4 separate regions of the Zea mays genome follow, and regions 1, 2 and 3 are each linked to region 4. A link is a contact called in public Hi-C data. All regions are on one chromosome and are shown on one strand. The core of a region is the stretch at or near the end of the contact, and the rest is flanking DNA. Distances in the headings are between cores, read along the strand shown.

Region 1 (3,718 bases), core at 989-3,488, 200 kb before region 4:
GAGCGCAGTATGACCAAGGACTGCCGTCTTCTCGGCAAGTTCGACCTCAACGGCATTGCGCCAGCTCCAAGGTGAGCAGCTACCGGAGTCCGGAGATAAATTATTACTCTTTTTGATGAATGGACGAATGAATCCAGTGTTGTCTGATGAACTGTGCAGGGGCACACCCCAGATCGAGGTGACCTTCGAGGTGGACGCCAACGGTATCCTAAACGTGAAGGCGGAGGACAAGGGCACGGGCAAGTCGGAGAAGATCACGATCACGAACGAGAAGGGGCGGCTGAGCCAGGAGGAGATCGACCGCATGGTGCGGGAGGCGGAGGAGTTCGCGGAGGAGGACAAGAAGGTGAAGGAGCGGATCGACGCCCGCAACCAGCTGGAGACGTACGTGTACAACATGAAGAACACGGTGGGCGACAAGGACAAGCTCGCGGACAAGCTGGAGGCGGAGGAGAAGGAGAAGGTGGAGGAGGCCCTCAAGGAGGCGCTGGAGTGGCTGGACGACAACCAGTCGGCCGAGAAGGAGGACTACGAGGAGAAGCTCAAGGAGGTGGAGGCCGTGTGCAACCCCATCGTGTCGGCCGTGTACCAGCGGTCGGGCGGCGCCCCTGGCGGTGACGCTGACGGCGGTGTTGACGACGACCACGACGAGCTGTAGATGGTTGTAGATGGTGGTGGTGACGTGGAGTGCCGGGAGCCGAGCCAAATTTTGTAACGGTGTTTAGCGGCGGACAATACTTATTACTAATCTTGGTGCTGCTCTGCCAATAGCCGTGCTGAGCGTAGTAACTGTTTGTTTGTAATTTTTTTTCTTCTACTTCCTTGGTTGTTCAGGATTCGCATTCGAATTTTATGTGAAAAAAAGAAGGCGCGCTTTTAAAATCTTGCATTTGCCCCCTTGTGGTAATAATGCTAATTAAATGGTGCAAAGTAGATTGCTTGTGACTGGGTTTCGTGTGAGTTGGGATGTTAGATTTGAATGAGTTCTTCAAGAGATTCTCATCCATACCACCATTTTAGGTGCAATTTTAATCTATTCACTACTTTTTCTTCGAGTTGTCATTATTGCCCCACAATCAACTTTTTCAAAGTGCAGACTTGGGAACAGATTAGAGTTCAGAATATTTTATCAAGAGCACAGTGTTTATTTATAGTTTACTTCGACCCTATTCTGTTGTCGTTTTAGCCATTTATTACATGGAATAAGGATTAAACTTAGAGCATCTCCAAAGGGAGTTCTAAACGGAGTTGCCTTTGACACACTCCTATGAATCACCTTATATCATAGACTCCCTAACAGTCTCCTCTAACACCACTGCCATTCTACATAGAAGCAATCGATAGGAGCAGTTTAAGTGTTGCCTTAAAAAAATGAGCAACATTTACTGACCAAATTCACTTCCTAGGACGACATATATTTTGACTTTTTGAGCTGCAGGTTACCATTTCTGAGCTTTCTGAGCTTGTTCTACATGCTTTAGCAACCTTTAACCCTTTCCCCCTCTTGCCCCTAATAAGACCTTATTCAATTATTCCTATCTCATACGGATGAGATGAGATTGAAAAAATTATGAAATTTTTTAACTTGATTGAGATTTAAACTCAATCAATCACACTCAATCTACATGGATTGAAAGCAACAAACTAGCCCTAAGTGATATAGGGGAATATACATGCCCGAAGTGATATGGAGGAATATACATGTTCTTGTGAGAATAGAATAGGGATCCTGAGTCATTTCCTATCTCTTTCCGTAGGGATTTAAGCAATAACAACTTCAGTGGTTTGATACCCCCCAGAAGTTGTTAGTCTTTCCAAACTGGAAACATGGTGATATAACCAAAGCTGTTCCCCCTAAAATATGAACTTGTTCCTGTTGAATGCCATGCTTACAGAATGTTTACTTTTTCCAATTTATTTGGGCAACAATTCTTTCAATACCAGGGCATGCATGCACAGCAATTTATGGCACACTATGTTTTATAATTGTACTTGATTTAAGAGTTTTATTAAATCCTGAATCCATCACGACAGTGTCCCTTTCCTTGACTGTTTCAGGAACTAGCAGCAGTTCAAGGCTTTGTATGGCTAGCAGGCTCCCAACAAGTGAAACAGTGTAGGAAATCTCGGCGGGCCTAAACTCGTCGTACGTACAAGAAGGGCTACAGGCCCATCATCCATATCACATGTATTTTTTTAGGGATTTTACCCGTAAAGCCCAGCTCGCTTCTTTCCTCATCACACCACCAGCCACCAGGGAGGAGAGGAGAGATGATGATGCCGACGGCGGCGTCGCTGATGGACGATCTTGTCGAGGAGTTCCTCATCCGCCTCCCGCCCGACGACCCCGCGAGCCTCGTCAACGCCTCCCTCGTCTGCAAGCGGTGGAGCCGCCTCATCGCCGGCCGCGTCTTCCGCCGCAAGTTCCGCAAGATCCACCGCGCCAAGCTGCTGCACATGGCCCGGGGGCAGGTCTATAGGCAGCGGCGGCGACGGCGGCAGCGGCAGTGATGGAGCGGCCCGTCCGGTCCGACCGTCGATTGGCTGCTTGCTCTGCATCTTCTGGCTTCTGCAACCAGGAAGCTGACTGAACGCTCGCTATTGCCAATAATTAATTAGTACTATTTTCTTCGTTTCTTTTTTTTATTTGTCGTATACGAACTAAAACAGAGTTAGTGATAATGATAATGATAATTTGTAGCAGTGCAAAGTGCCAAACCCCGTTGCCTTGCGTACCTTGTGGATGTATGTTATATAATTTTTATTTTTCTACGTATCATGTATGCCACATGAATAAATTCTAGTATATATATGTCCCGTTGCAGGTTAGGTCTTTTTTTTTCTTGCGCCGAAGGAAGGAGAAGTCACTTTATTATTTTGTCTTTTCTAAATATATAAATAGAATGTTGTGGGATAGGAAAACAGTTACGAAAAGTTCATAAAATAGACTATAGTTCCTCTATATAAAAGATAATAAAAGGAGGATGATCCTAGTTAATAAAATAGAAACTGACGAGAAATGGTTGAGTAACTCCAAGAAGGTGTCGCAGACTACCAGCTGTCTGGAATAACTTCGTTTCAAGAATTTTAAATATTTCAGCTTGTTCTATCTAAATAGGTCTAACTCCACTAATAGGTCTAACTTCATTGGCTCTAGCTTAAAAAAAACCTAATACTATAAGTCGGTTTTATGAAAATTTTCGAAGCTCCTGAAAACGTGTTTCAAAAACACTATTTTTATACCTGCTCATAAAGTTGCACTAAAATTACTCATTATACTATTGGTTACATAACTTACTGATTAATGTCTCTTTCTCCGCTCGTTAATAATCAAGAGTAATTTAGGAAACTCATAAAAATTAATTGAATCGTAGAAGTTGAAGTCTGTGCAAATCAAACACTCTTGAATCATATCTTACTAATCCTTTGAAGTTGTTTTATGATAAAGCTAGAAAACTAAAACTGAAATTTTTGAAGTGAAGCACTCACGAACATGATTAAAAAAGAATATGCTTTACTAGTGACAAAAAGTGGATAGACCTAAGAATATGATTGGAGCTAAGTTCATAGTTGAAGACAAGGGAATTTTAGCTCTCTTGTAGATGGACTGAGCGAGTGTTTGATTCACCTCATAAAGTTTAGTGACTAAAGTTTAGTCAATTTTAGTCTCTAAATTGTTAAACGATAGGACTAAAATAGAATTCTTAGGTCTAAATTT
Region 2 (3,607 bases), core at 287-2,786, 160 kb before region 4:
CAACTCTGCTCGCTGCTCTCATCAACAATGAAATGTGCATCACCACCTCCCTCATCCTCACCTTCTATATCTAGGTTTTCCAGTTCTTTGGTGCACGCATCAGCATCATCACCGTAAGCTCGCTGATCAGAATGCAAATGTTCTCCAGCAATTTCAGTGTCATTTTCTGCTTGATGTTCAAAATCATCAGAACGTGCACTGATTATCTCAGTGACAGAAGAAAGGCCATCAGTTGAAGTCAGACCATGCTCCAATCCACTATTTTCAGAGAGAACTTTATCATCATCGATTGATGGAACAACAGAACTTGTCTCAAAACTTTGTCCAGATTCCTTGAGGGCATCACGCCTTGCCTTCCTCTGCAAATATCTTCTGTGCATGCTGCGGCTAACAGCAGGCATCCAACCTACATTGTTCTCATCGTCCTCCCATGCAACAGGTGCATCCTTCTTTGATGGCTGGAGCTCTGTATCCTCTTGTGCCCCACAGAGACTGTTGGTATCACACATCAGGATATCTTGACTCTCAATATCCTTCAGAGGAAGTATTCGAGAATTGATATCTCCACCAGCTTCAGACATCTGATCCAACTCTTCCCACTCTTTCAGGTTAGGCACATTAGAGCCCCAACCAGGCATTTGAGCTTCTGACAGCTTTCTGACATTCACCTCATGCAGAGGAGGAGGGTGCTCTCGCAAATGGCTAGTCCCATGGATCTCAGCTTCTAACATGTAAGCCAAAGCAATAATCTTTATATCAACATCTGAAAGCGTTTGGATGTCTCCTGTCTCCCTGGCAAACTTGGTAACTGCAAGCAATAAAGAAACAAAAATACATGTATACACAGTGCTCAAGACCAAGAATTGCGGCAGATGCAGCCGAGCACCCACGATATTTTTCATAAATGAGTAATGTTTAAATGTGATCTCTTGTTTACCTACGCTAAATGAAGACAACATGCTTTCTCCACTATGATTATCAGTAAGTAAGAAACAACAATAACATCAGTAGACATTAATGTAGGGTGATAAATTAACAATACAATCTACAAATTAACGACTACAAGCACTAATGCGAGAGAGATTTAACTCAGATTCATGATGCATTCGAGCGACTAGAGCAGCGACCTTTCTTAACGAACTCCGGCGCAGGTTCAACGGTCTCAACGGGAACGGGGAGGAGCCCGAGGCGCCGCCGCGCGGTTGCGTCCCGGACCTCCTCGAGCACCTCGGGCACGGTGACAAGGCGCCCCGCGGAAGTGGAGAGAGCGGAGCCGCCGGAGATGACGGCGTTGGCGTCCACCACGGCGACTGCCACGCCGCTGGAGTTGGCGCAGCTCGCCACGATGCGGCTCACCGCCTGCGCCGCTGACTCCTGCTCCACGGCCTTCCGCTGCGCCGTTGCTGCTGCTCCCCACGCCAAGGCACAGGCCGGAGTGGCCGCCGCGGGGGCGAGAGGTGGCCACGCTTCCATGAGGGTGTAGGGTTTGGGGCTCACTTTTCTGTTTGAACCCCTCGATTTTTACAGTTTAAGCTGTGTCGTTGTGATTGGTTCCGTCATTTATATTTCTAGTAGGTGAGTACCCATACGTTACAACAGGGATATATAATATTACTGTAACTTATATACAAAATATGTGTTATATTGTTATCAGAAAATATTTTATAATTCATTTGTGATCCTAACCATATATAAATTTTGTTATTTTAATCTAGTCGTTTCACCACTACATTGTAATCATCAGTATCATGCAGACTTCGATACATGCCACGATTTCTATGGTCTTATCTAGAGATGTCAATGGGAAATTCCCCATCGGGTTATAGCATCCCATACTCATACCCATCATGTTTGATCCATCCCCATACCCATCCCCATACTCATCATGGGTGCAAAACTCATCCCATACTCATCCCCATTCGGGTTTCGGGTCCCCAATGGGTCTCCATCCCCAATTGAGGGATAACTAGGTACTAACAGGTAGCACAAACAATCTAGATTTCAGACATCACCACACCGGCAAGCACTCATCCATGAACCATGATTCATTCATCCATCCATCAGAAAAGAAATAAGTACTTCGGGACCGATATAAGAAATGGAAAAATGGAGTTTGCTCACCTTCCTTGGTCACCATCTGAGTTCGTTGCCGCCCGAGAATCCATGGTCGTCATCGTCATCTGGGCAGGGCGTAGCATATGACTGGTTATTTTAGAATTTTGTTTTTTGCTAGTCTGCTAGTTGCCTTGCTGTGTTGCCTTATTCGGCTAGGACCTGGGGCCTGGTGTGCTGTCGTGCTGGGCTTGGTGGCCGGCTCGGTCTCAACTCATTCATACAAACACGACAGGTGTACACGTATGAAATACCCATGGGTAATCGGGTTCGGATTATTGCTTCCCAAACCCATACCCGTTTACCCAATGGGTGGAGATTTTGTCCCATATCCATACACATGGGTACAATTTTTGTCCCATACCCGTACCCTAATAGGGAAATTCCCCACGGGTTGGCGGGTATCGGGTCCCCATTGACATCTCTAGTCTTATCATTAGAGAGCACGTCCCATGCGAGCTCATGCGGCCACGTAGGACTGCTTTCAGAGGTCGAACTAGTCGTCAAGCTTCTTCTCGTCGTCGATGAGCGACGCCAACGCGAGCGCCTCCTGCTAGTGGTGTTTGTTCAGGGTTTCCAAGCAAGAAACATGGATTTATCTTTGGCGATGGTTTATGAAAATGACTCAAAAGTCAGATCCATGGAAAAAATATTATGGAGAATAAATGCCACGCATGCAAAAAAAATTTAAGTTAAAAATATTATTCAAACAAAAGAAATTGCATGCAAGCCTCTTCTTTAAATACTACACCCTCCTCCAAAAATATAATTCAAGAATCTCGGTGATATTTATCTACTACTACGCATTGTGCAAGGGTAGCAGGTGGGCTAGGGTAGAGATGTAGTAGATGTTTTTCCTGTCATAGATGTAGACATAAACACACATGTGGTGTAGCGGTAGCTACTACTCGCATTTGCCTAAGAGGTTGCGAGTTTGAATTCCTTTGGGGTCATTTGTGTTTTTTAATTTTAGCTAGACATGGGCTGTACGTGGGAATGGGAATGGGAATAGGCTTTGTGGGGAGGGGGGAATGGAAAAGGCAGAACATGTGAAAGGGTTGTGCGGGGAGGAGGGAATAGGAAAGGCAGAACAGAGAATGGTGGCTGAAAGCATCTATGCCCCTAGTTGGTTTTAGTGATTAATGACAACGTAATATTATATGTGACTAACGTGTGTTTTGCAGAGACAATGATAAGTTATGTCGCATTACAGGAAGTTGTACTACAACGGTGAAAACAATCCCCAGATGAGAACTTGAAGCGACGGCTGAAACGACAAATCAAAAGATGAAGGTCTTCGTATTCCGAGTGTCAAGGAGTTGCAGACACTCGTTATAGAGTTAGGTCTTCTATTTTATTTTGGACACTCGGTATAGAGTTAGGTCTTCTATTTTATTTTAGTCATACTATAAAGAGGGGTTGTCAATGAGTAGTTTGACCAAGAGAGTTCTAGTGTAGTGTTGGTGCATATTCACACTCACATCTAGTGCTAGGT
Region 3 (3,575 bases), core at 405-2,904, 240 kb after region 4:
AGCACATTTATTGCAAAAAAAGAAGTTTTGGTTTTGCTACTTATGTCATATGTTGTCAACATCTCGACTGTATTTATTGCAAGTTAAGTTTTTCACAATATATTGTGGCTCGTTATATTCCTTTGGCATGCCAATATACTTTTTTTTAATCAATGTTGTCTTGTCTGGTATTCTTGTGTTTGTTTGGCTTGTCGTATAGCTGAACTCTAAGGCTCTCTTGACTCGAACACATGCAGTGCAAAAATGTGATAAGCAAGCTTTGGAGGAGGATTGACAAAGAAGGTCATCAAATGATACCTAACATATCTTCTTGGTGGCGGAGGAATGAGAATTCGTCGTTCAGAGGTCCGGCTGGTAGCACACTTGACCTACAAAAAATCGAGCAGCGAGTCGATGGGTTGGAGTACGGCGCTGTAACCGAGTTCATAGCGGACATGCAGCAGATGTTGAAAAGCGTGGTCCAGCACTTCAGCTATAGGCATGAGGTAGCAGCCGCTCTACATCAAGCATTTTATCTCTGTTGCATCTGTTTTGTGTTCTTCTTTCTACCTGTTATGTTAGACTTAGAACAGAATATTAATGTACTCCATCCGACTAAATGACGCAGGTCCGGATAGAGGCCGAGACCCTCCACAACTTGTTTTTCAACATAATGAAGATCGCCTTCCCAGACTCGGACTTCATGGAAGCTAAGAACGCCATGTCGTTTTCGAATCCTGGAAGCGGTGCCGCCGCTGCCCCATCATCGTCAAAGCACGCCGCACCATCCCTTAAGCGCAGCAGAGCCAGTGCCAGTGCCAGTGCCAGTGAAGCAGAGCAGCAGCATGGCTCGGGACACAGCAGCAGGCACAATCAGCCTAGCGAGGCGGTCCCGCCCAGCCGGTCCCACAGCTCCAGGTCAGAGAGAGACCCCAGACATGGCGGCAGCAGGGATCAGCACCTCCAGGACGGCGCCGCTGGGTTGCTGCACCCTAGCGACATGTTCATCGTGAAGAAGAAGAGGCAAGAGCGCGCGAGGAGCGGCATCGGGTCCCCTTCCAGCTCGGGCCGAGGCGCCGGACCTCTGTCGCCGGCCAACCCTGGGCGTCCGGGCCCTGCCCCCTCGCCCAGAGGTGCCAGGACGCCGTTCCAGAGGGATCCACCGCCACACCCGTCTCAGCAGTCGATGCATTCAGCTGGGTCTGGATGGGGCAGCGGCGGTGCGCATTCGGATCATCAAGCGGGGGCAAGCTCGTCAGCACCCGGCATCGGAGACATCCAGTGGGCGAAGCCTGCCAAGAGGCTGAGGACCGACAGAGCAGGCAGAGGCGGCCGAGCCTAACGGTTGGTTCTTCTTTAGCGTCATATGGATGTGTAAATGCATCCACGTAGCGGATGGAGGCGTTTGATAATAATCGTCAGTGTATTTAGTTCATCGTCCTAGCAAGTCAAACTTTGCTGGCAGTTTTTAAAACAGTTTTTTAAGGAAAATCAGGTTATATTTCAGACCTCTTTAATTAATTTGCTGGTTCGTTCCTATTGGGTCTCCGCCGGCGGCCATGTTTGCACATGGTGTGCCAAACGCAGCATGCTGGTGTGGCGACAACAACTGCAGTTAAGCGATCCAGCTCTTGTATCCCATGCTGCTCCTGACAAACAAACCAGATCTGGATTGCCAGCCTACGTAGCAACCAAGTTTATCTTTGTTCTGAACAAAACAAGTAACAAAACACACTACTGCTCTAGTACCAGTAGTGAGTCCTTCCCGTCATTATGGAGCGCAGGAAGGCCATCGTCGCCAGGATGCGGGACCTGCTCGCCCGGGCCGCCTCCGCGCAGGCAGCGCACTGCAGGCTCCGCCGATCAACCGCCGCCACCACCGCCAGGAAATGGAAGGTATGTACGCGCGCGCGCGCCGGTAATAAATAAATGATGTACCACGGGTCTGTTTGGTTGTGGTTAACTATAACACACTTTATCTAAACTTAGTCGTTCAAATTGAATAACTAAACTTAGGCATAAAATTTAGATAAATTATAGTAAATTAGGTAGCAAACAGACCAGTACGTCTTCTTTTCAATTTTCATCTGTCATGTCATGTCATCAGAGGGCGGTAGGCCGAATCCAGAAGAGGGGGGCCTGCAACGGCGAGGACGGCCATGCGCGGGAAGAGGAAGACCACGGCGCGCTACTGGCCTCGGCGTCGTCGTCGTCCATCTCCAGCTGCAACGGCAGCGGCTTCAGCTGCAGGGACGCCACCGCTGCCGCCGATGCGGAGGCATGCTGCTCGTCCACTGCGGTCAGCTGTCCGTGGCCGGCGACGCTGCGGCTGTCTTCATGTGGCAGCGGCTCGTGGTCGTCGGACGAGAACGACGACGACGACGTCAGGATGGCTCACTGGGTCACCACCGATTCTGACTGTAAGTATATACAATCCTGTTCCCTGGTCACAAATTCAAAACCAAAATTTTCAGTTGTGGTGTTGGAGCTCTAGCTAGCCACGAAGATGCAGCATGCACATGCTGACATGACATGAATGATATATGGATATGACCTGCGAATAAACTTCATTAACGTGTTCGTGCTTCTTCATTACTGTTATTGGGATGAACTTCATTGTTTATTGCAAAACCCAATATTGTACCGCGATTCAAAATTGAAGATGAACAAACCATCTCTTATTTTTCTCTCTGGTCATGATGAGGAAGTTCAGCTTCATTGTGACAACAACGTGTTAGAGACAAAATGTTTTGTGGGTGTTGGACTCCAGTTGGTTTTCTTTAATTTTAACAACCAAGTTGATAGATCATAGACGTTGTCCTGGCCTCTCTATTTGATTTTATTTGTACTTTGCAGAAGAATGCACATGAGCAAAGTTTGTTCATTTACTGAATTGTGTATGTTGCACAGGAAATACTACGACGTACGTGTACACCGATCCATATTAGCCTATGTTTCATAATTTTGTTGGAAGCAGGAGTATCGGAGCAAGCTAGACTGCTAGAGTACATTACACAGTTTGCTGTATGCTCGATCAGAACCTACAAGTACGTACGCTAGTTGTTACACGACGTGCTCCGGCGTGGCCGCGGCCGTGGCGAGGACGGCGACGGCGTTGCGCTTGCCACGCTCGGACCGGCTGTTCTCGGCGAACTTTAGGCTTGCGCTGTGACGGCCTACGCTCTTCTCGTCCTCGCTCCACTCGGAGGCATAGTACCGCTCCTCGTCGGCGTCGGCGCTGGGCGGCAGGAGCATGGAACCCCACTGCGGGAAGTGCACGAGGACGAGCGGCAGCGTGCACGCCATGGCCATGATGCCCATGTTCTCGATGCCCTTCCTCGTGGAGTAGCTGGACGTGGTGAAGAAGAGCAGCTGCGTGAGCCCGGCGCCCACGTTGCCGCCGGCGCCCGTGAGCCCGGAGATGACGCCCAGCGAGCGGCGGGAGACGAAGGGGATGACGCCGAAGGTGGCGCCGCAGGCGGCCTGCGCGCAGAAGGAGAAGAGCACCATGGCGGTGACGGAGGCCGGGAGCTCGCTGGCGCGGCCGAGCCAGAAGCAGAACGCGCCGCCGGCGGTCTGGAGGATCCAGATGTTCC
Region 4 (3,617 bases), core at 414-2,913:
GATCGCCAAACGTCCTAGCTTTTCAGCCAGCTTCTATAAAAATCGCTTTGGTAAAAACCTTCCAAAATCAATATGAACACAAAATCGGTCGAATCGTCACGATAGTAGAAATTTGTTCCTTTCTAGATCCTGAACCATTTCGACCACTTCATCTTCCACCGCACGTAATGCACACAATACGCAGATTCTTCCCACAGCCAGATTCTCTCCACAGCCAGATTCTCAGAAAAGCTGGTCAGAAAAAAGCTGAACCAAACAGACCCCTAGTCCTCCTGTTTAGCATCTCATGTCATAGTCGTGATTCGTGAGCTCGTCGTCAGGAAGAGAAGGTCAGCAGCTTCTTTGGTCGGAATCTTCCGTGAGAATTGGTCCCCCGTACCTTTTAGAGAATTGCAGTCAGGATCACGTAGATATTTATATGTTAATCAGGAGGATTAAACATAATTTAACTAAACAACTAACTGTATAAGCCGTGGTTAATTCGCGAAAGATGAGATAATACATGAATAAAGAACCCTCTGTACGAACGTACTGTTACGTCTGAGGAAGGTGGAAGCGGGCAGGAGTTGGAGAATTGTTGGTCATCCGCCGCCTGCTGCTCTTGCGAAAAAAAGATCCTGAGAATGAAGTCGATCCAATTCCAAGCCAAGTCGGCAGGCAGTTACCTGTGCACATCACCCACTTCATTGGAGGAGCCGGAGGAGCTCCCCGGTCCAGCAAGAGAAGAGTGCCCTGTGCCCATGAATCAAGTCCACGTCGGCTCGGTCAACAGCCAACCAACCCGGATTGGCCTGCAGATTGCCAAGTCTGACCACGGATACGACGCCTAATTTGTAATTTGTTCTTCGCCCATCTGTATGTCCTCTTCTTATAGATGGCCAAACGGGCCGGCACGGCCCGACCCGGCACGGCCCGCCAGGCCCGGCTAGCGAACCGTGCCGTGCTCAGATGGGCCGGCGTGCCGCTGCCGCGGCCCAGGCACGGCCCGTGAGTCTGTTAGTCGTGCCGGGCCGGCCCGGTGGCACTATAGCCCATCTGAGTATATTGTAGAATTTAGCAAAAAATATGTAGTTGTGGGGGCTCGAACTCACAACCTAGTGCATAAGAGGCTTAAACGTATCCATCTAACCAGTGCAACTACAGTTTTATTGTGTTATACATTGAATTCTTATAATTAATATATGTAAACTATTATTTTTAAAATAAAAAATGTAACCGTGTCGTGCCCGTGCCAGCACTACGGGTCGAGATAGTGGCCCAGGCACGACACTATACTAATCGGACCGGGTCGTGCCTGGACCGTGCTTTTTCGTGCCGTGCCTGGGCCGGCCCATCGTGTTAGTGCCAAATGGCCATCTATACCTCTTCTTCTTCGTCTCGCCATCCATCTGTCTGTCACTGTCGGTTCTTTCACGTTCCCCTTTGATGGTGGGCGCGACGTCGAGTCGGAATCCGAACCCCACCCAACTCCACCCCTTGCCTGCTCGGATCCCTCCCTTCTCTGCTAGTCTGCTCCGACTCCGATCGCCACGACCTTCGTCAACCACAGCGTCCTAGATATAATCCCACCATCCGTCAACCACAGCGTTGGCCGCTCAACGAACGCAGCCACCGCGACCACCAACACCATAAAGCCGCCTGCCAAGTCCCAAGCTTTTGTCCACCCAGACAGGCACCGTACCACCGTGTTCCCCGTCGCCATGGCCGCGAGGTTCCCCCCGGTGTCGTCCTACGACGCTTCGGCGCGGGTCCGCCGCACGGCCGCGGCGGACCTGGACGGCACGCTGCTGGCGTCGTCGTCGGCGTTCCCCTACTACTTCCTGGTGGCGCTGGAGGCCGGCTCCTGCGCGCGCGCGCTGCTGCTCCTCCTGGCCGCGCCGCTGCTGCTGGCGCTCTACACGCTGGTCTCCGAGGCGGCGGCCATCGCGCTGCTGGCGTTCGTCACGTTCGCGGGGCTCCGGGTGCGCGACGTCGAGGCCGTCGCCCGGGGCGTCCTCCCGCGCCACTACGCCGCAGGCGTGCGCGCCGACACCTGGGCCGTGTTCCGCGACTGCGGCGCCGCGCGGAGGGTCGTCGTCACCGCGTCCCCCGCCGTCATGGTCGCCGACTTCGTCCGCGAGTTCCTCGGCGCCGAGCTCGCCGCCACCGAGCTCGAGACCTGCCGCGCGCTCGGCGACGCCTGGTTCACGGGCAGGATCAAGGCCGTGCTCGTCGGGGAGAGGAAGGCCGAGGTCGTGCGCCGGCTCTTCGCCGCCGGCGACCTGCCCGACGTCGGGCTCGGGGACCGCGAGAGCGACCACGACTTCATGGCCATCTGCAAGGAGGCTTACATGGTGCCTCCGGACCGGCGCGCGCCGCGAGCGGCCGCGGACGCGCTGCTGTCCCGCGCCGTCTTCCACGACGGCCGCCTCGTGCGGCGCCCGGACCCGGCGCACGCGCTCTTCGCGCTGGCCTACCTCCCTCTCGGCTTCCTGCTGGCGCTGTTCCGCGTGCTCTTCAACCTCGCCATGCCGGCGCGCCTGGTCCGCCACACGTACCGCCTGACGGGGATCCGGCTCCGCGTGCGCGGGACTCCGCCGCCGGCCCCGGCGCCGGGCGCGCCGGGGTCGCTGCTGGTGTGCAACCACCGCACGGCGCTGGACCCCATCATCGTGTCGGTGGCGCTGGGGCGGCCCGTGGCGTGCGTGACCTACAGCGTGAGCCGGCTGTCGACGGCGGTGTCGCCGGTCCGCGCGGTGGCGCTGTCGCGGGACCGGGCGGCCGACGCGGCGCGTATAGCGGCGCTGCTGGCGGAGGGCGACGTGGTGGTGTGCCCCGAGGGGACCACGTGCCGGGAGCCCTGCCTGCTGCGCTTCTCGGCGCTGTTCGCGGAGCTCACGGACCGGATCGTGCCCGTGGCGCTGGACGCGCGGCAGGGGACCTACTACGGGTCCACGGCGAGGGGGTGGAAGTGGCTCGACCCTTACTTCTTCTACATGAACCCGCGCCCCGGGTACGACGTCACCTTCCTGCCGCCGCTGCGGCCGGAGGAGACGTGCGGCGCCGGCGGGAGGAGCGCCGTCGACGTGGCCAACCACGTGCAGACGCTCATCGCCAAGGAGCTCGGGTTCCGGTGCACCAAGCTCACCAGGAAGGACAAGTACATGAAGCTCGCCGGCAACGACGGCACGGTCGGGGGCAGGCCTGAGAATGAGAAGGGCGCCGCCGATGATAGTGCTGCCACGGCCACCACCAAGAAGCTTGTATAAAGAGACTGTATTTATAGCTAGCTGGTCGACTGTATCGGAGCAGCATCCATTATGTATTTATGTACGTATGCTAATGACGACAACATTAGTGTGATGTGATGGATTCGTGAACATAGAAGATTACAAGCTTAACTTCATGTTTACCATGACCTAACTTTCTCTTTCTGATTGGTCTATAAAAGGGTTACATATTGTTTGGACTGTGGGTCTCGCTTAACAGAGTTCCAACAACGACTCAACTTACATTGCTTTATGCTCTCACCTTTTTTTCGACATCAAAAGATAGTCAGATCCCTAAAAAAGGTGAAAACTTTGTGATAATACCATTAACCACAAGTTTATCATGCAACACATATAGAAATTGCTTTC

What was found. A called contact is a pair of places that touch in the nucleus more often than the background predicts.
Region 1: a Hi-C map of leaf shows a contact between it and region 4, with 4 times the contacts expected there. The contact joins the promoter of LOC100279176 here to the promoter of LOC100281051 in region 4. A contact is called at or near these places in 5 of 25 Hi-C or Micro-C datasets (bundle sheath, endosperm, leaf and 2 more).
Region 2: a Hi-C map of ear shows a contact between it and region 4, with 1.9 times the contacts expected there. The contact joins the promoter of LOC100276745 here to the promoter of LOC100281051 in region 4. A contact is called at or near these places in 3 of 25 Hi-C or Micro-C datasets (ear, endosperm and tassel).
Region 3: a Hi-C map of endosperm shows a contact between it and region 4, with 2.2 times the contacts expected there. The contact joins the promoter of LOC103626519 here to the promoter of LOC100281051 in region 4. A contact is called at or near these places in 10 of 25 Hi-C or Micro-C datasets (bundle sheath, ear, endosperm and 4 more).

The regions. Positions count from the first base shown.
Region 1 is chr5:71,315,444-71,319,161 of Zm-B73-REFERENCE-NAM-5.0, reverse strand. LOC100279176 reads left to right here and starts at 2,238. Exons shown (of 1, transcript NM_001329105.1): 1 at 2,238-2,803. The coding sequence starts at 2,272. The coding sequence ends at 2,511. LOC732808 (Binding protein homolog 1) reads left to right here. Exons shown (of 8, transcript NM_001291796.1): 7 at 1-71; 8 at 160-877. The coding sequence ends at 658.
Region 2 is chr5:71,278,034-71,281,640 of Zm-B73-REFERENCE-NAM-5.0, reverse strand. LOC100276745 reads right to left here and starts at 1,536. Exons shown (of 5, transcript NM_001150461.3): 1 at 1,128-1,536; 2 at 1-808. The coding sequence starts at 1,473.
Region 3 is chr5:70,871,239-70,874,813 of Zm-B73-REFERENCE-NAM-5.0, reverse strand. It overlaps LOC103626519, which reads left to right and starts at 1,654. Exons shown (of 2, transcript XM_008646938.4): 1 at 1,654-1,875; 2 at 2,087-2,666. The coding sequence starts at 1,753. The coding sequence ends at 2,473. LOC103626520 (high-affinity nitrate transporter 2.1) reads right to left here. Exons shown (of 1, transcript XM_008646941.2): 1 at 2,847-3,575. The coding sequence ends at 3,043. LOC100273430 reads left to right here. Exons shown (of 15, transcript NM_001360251.2): 14 at 237-485; 15 at 608-1,484. The coding sequence ends at 1,321.
Region 4 is chr5:71,113,539-71,117,155 of Zm-B73-REFERENCE-NAM-5.0, reverse strand. It overlaps LOC100281051 (glycerol-3-phosphate acyltransferase 8), which reads left to right and starts at 1,663. Exons shown (of 1, transcript NM_001153970.2): 1 at 1,663-3,399. The coding sequence starts at 1,701. The coding sequence ends at 3,248. It overlaps LOC109939496 (a long non-coding RNA gene), which reads right to left and starts at 842. Exons shown (of 3, transcript XR_002261960.2): 1 at 666-842; 2 at 533-595; 3 at 1-379.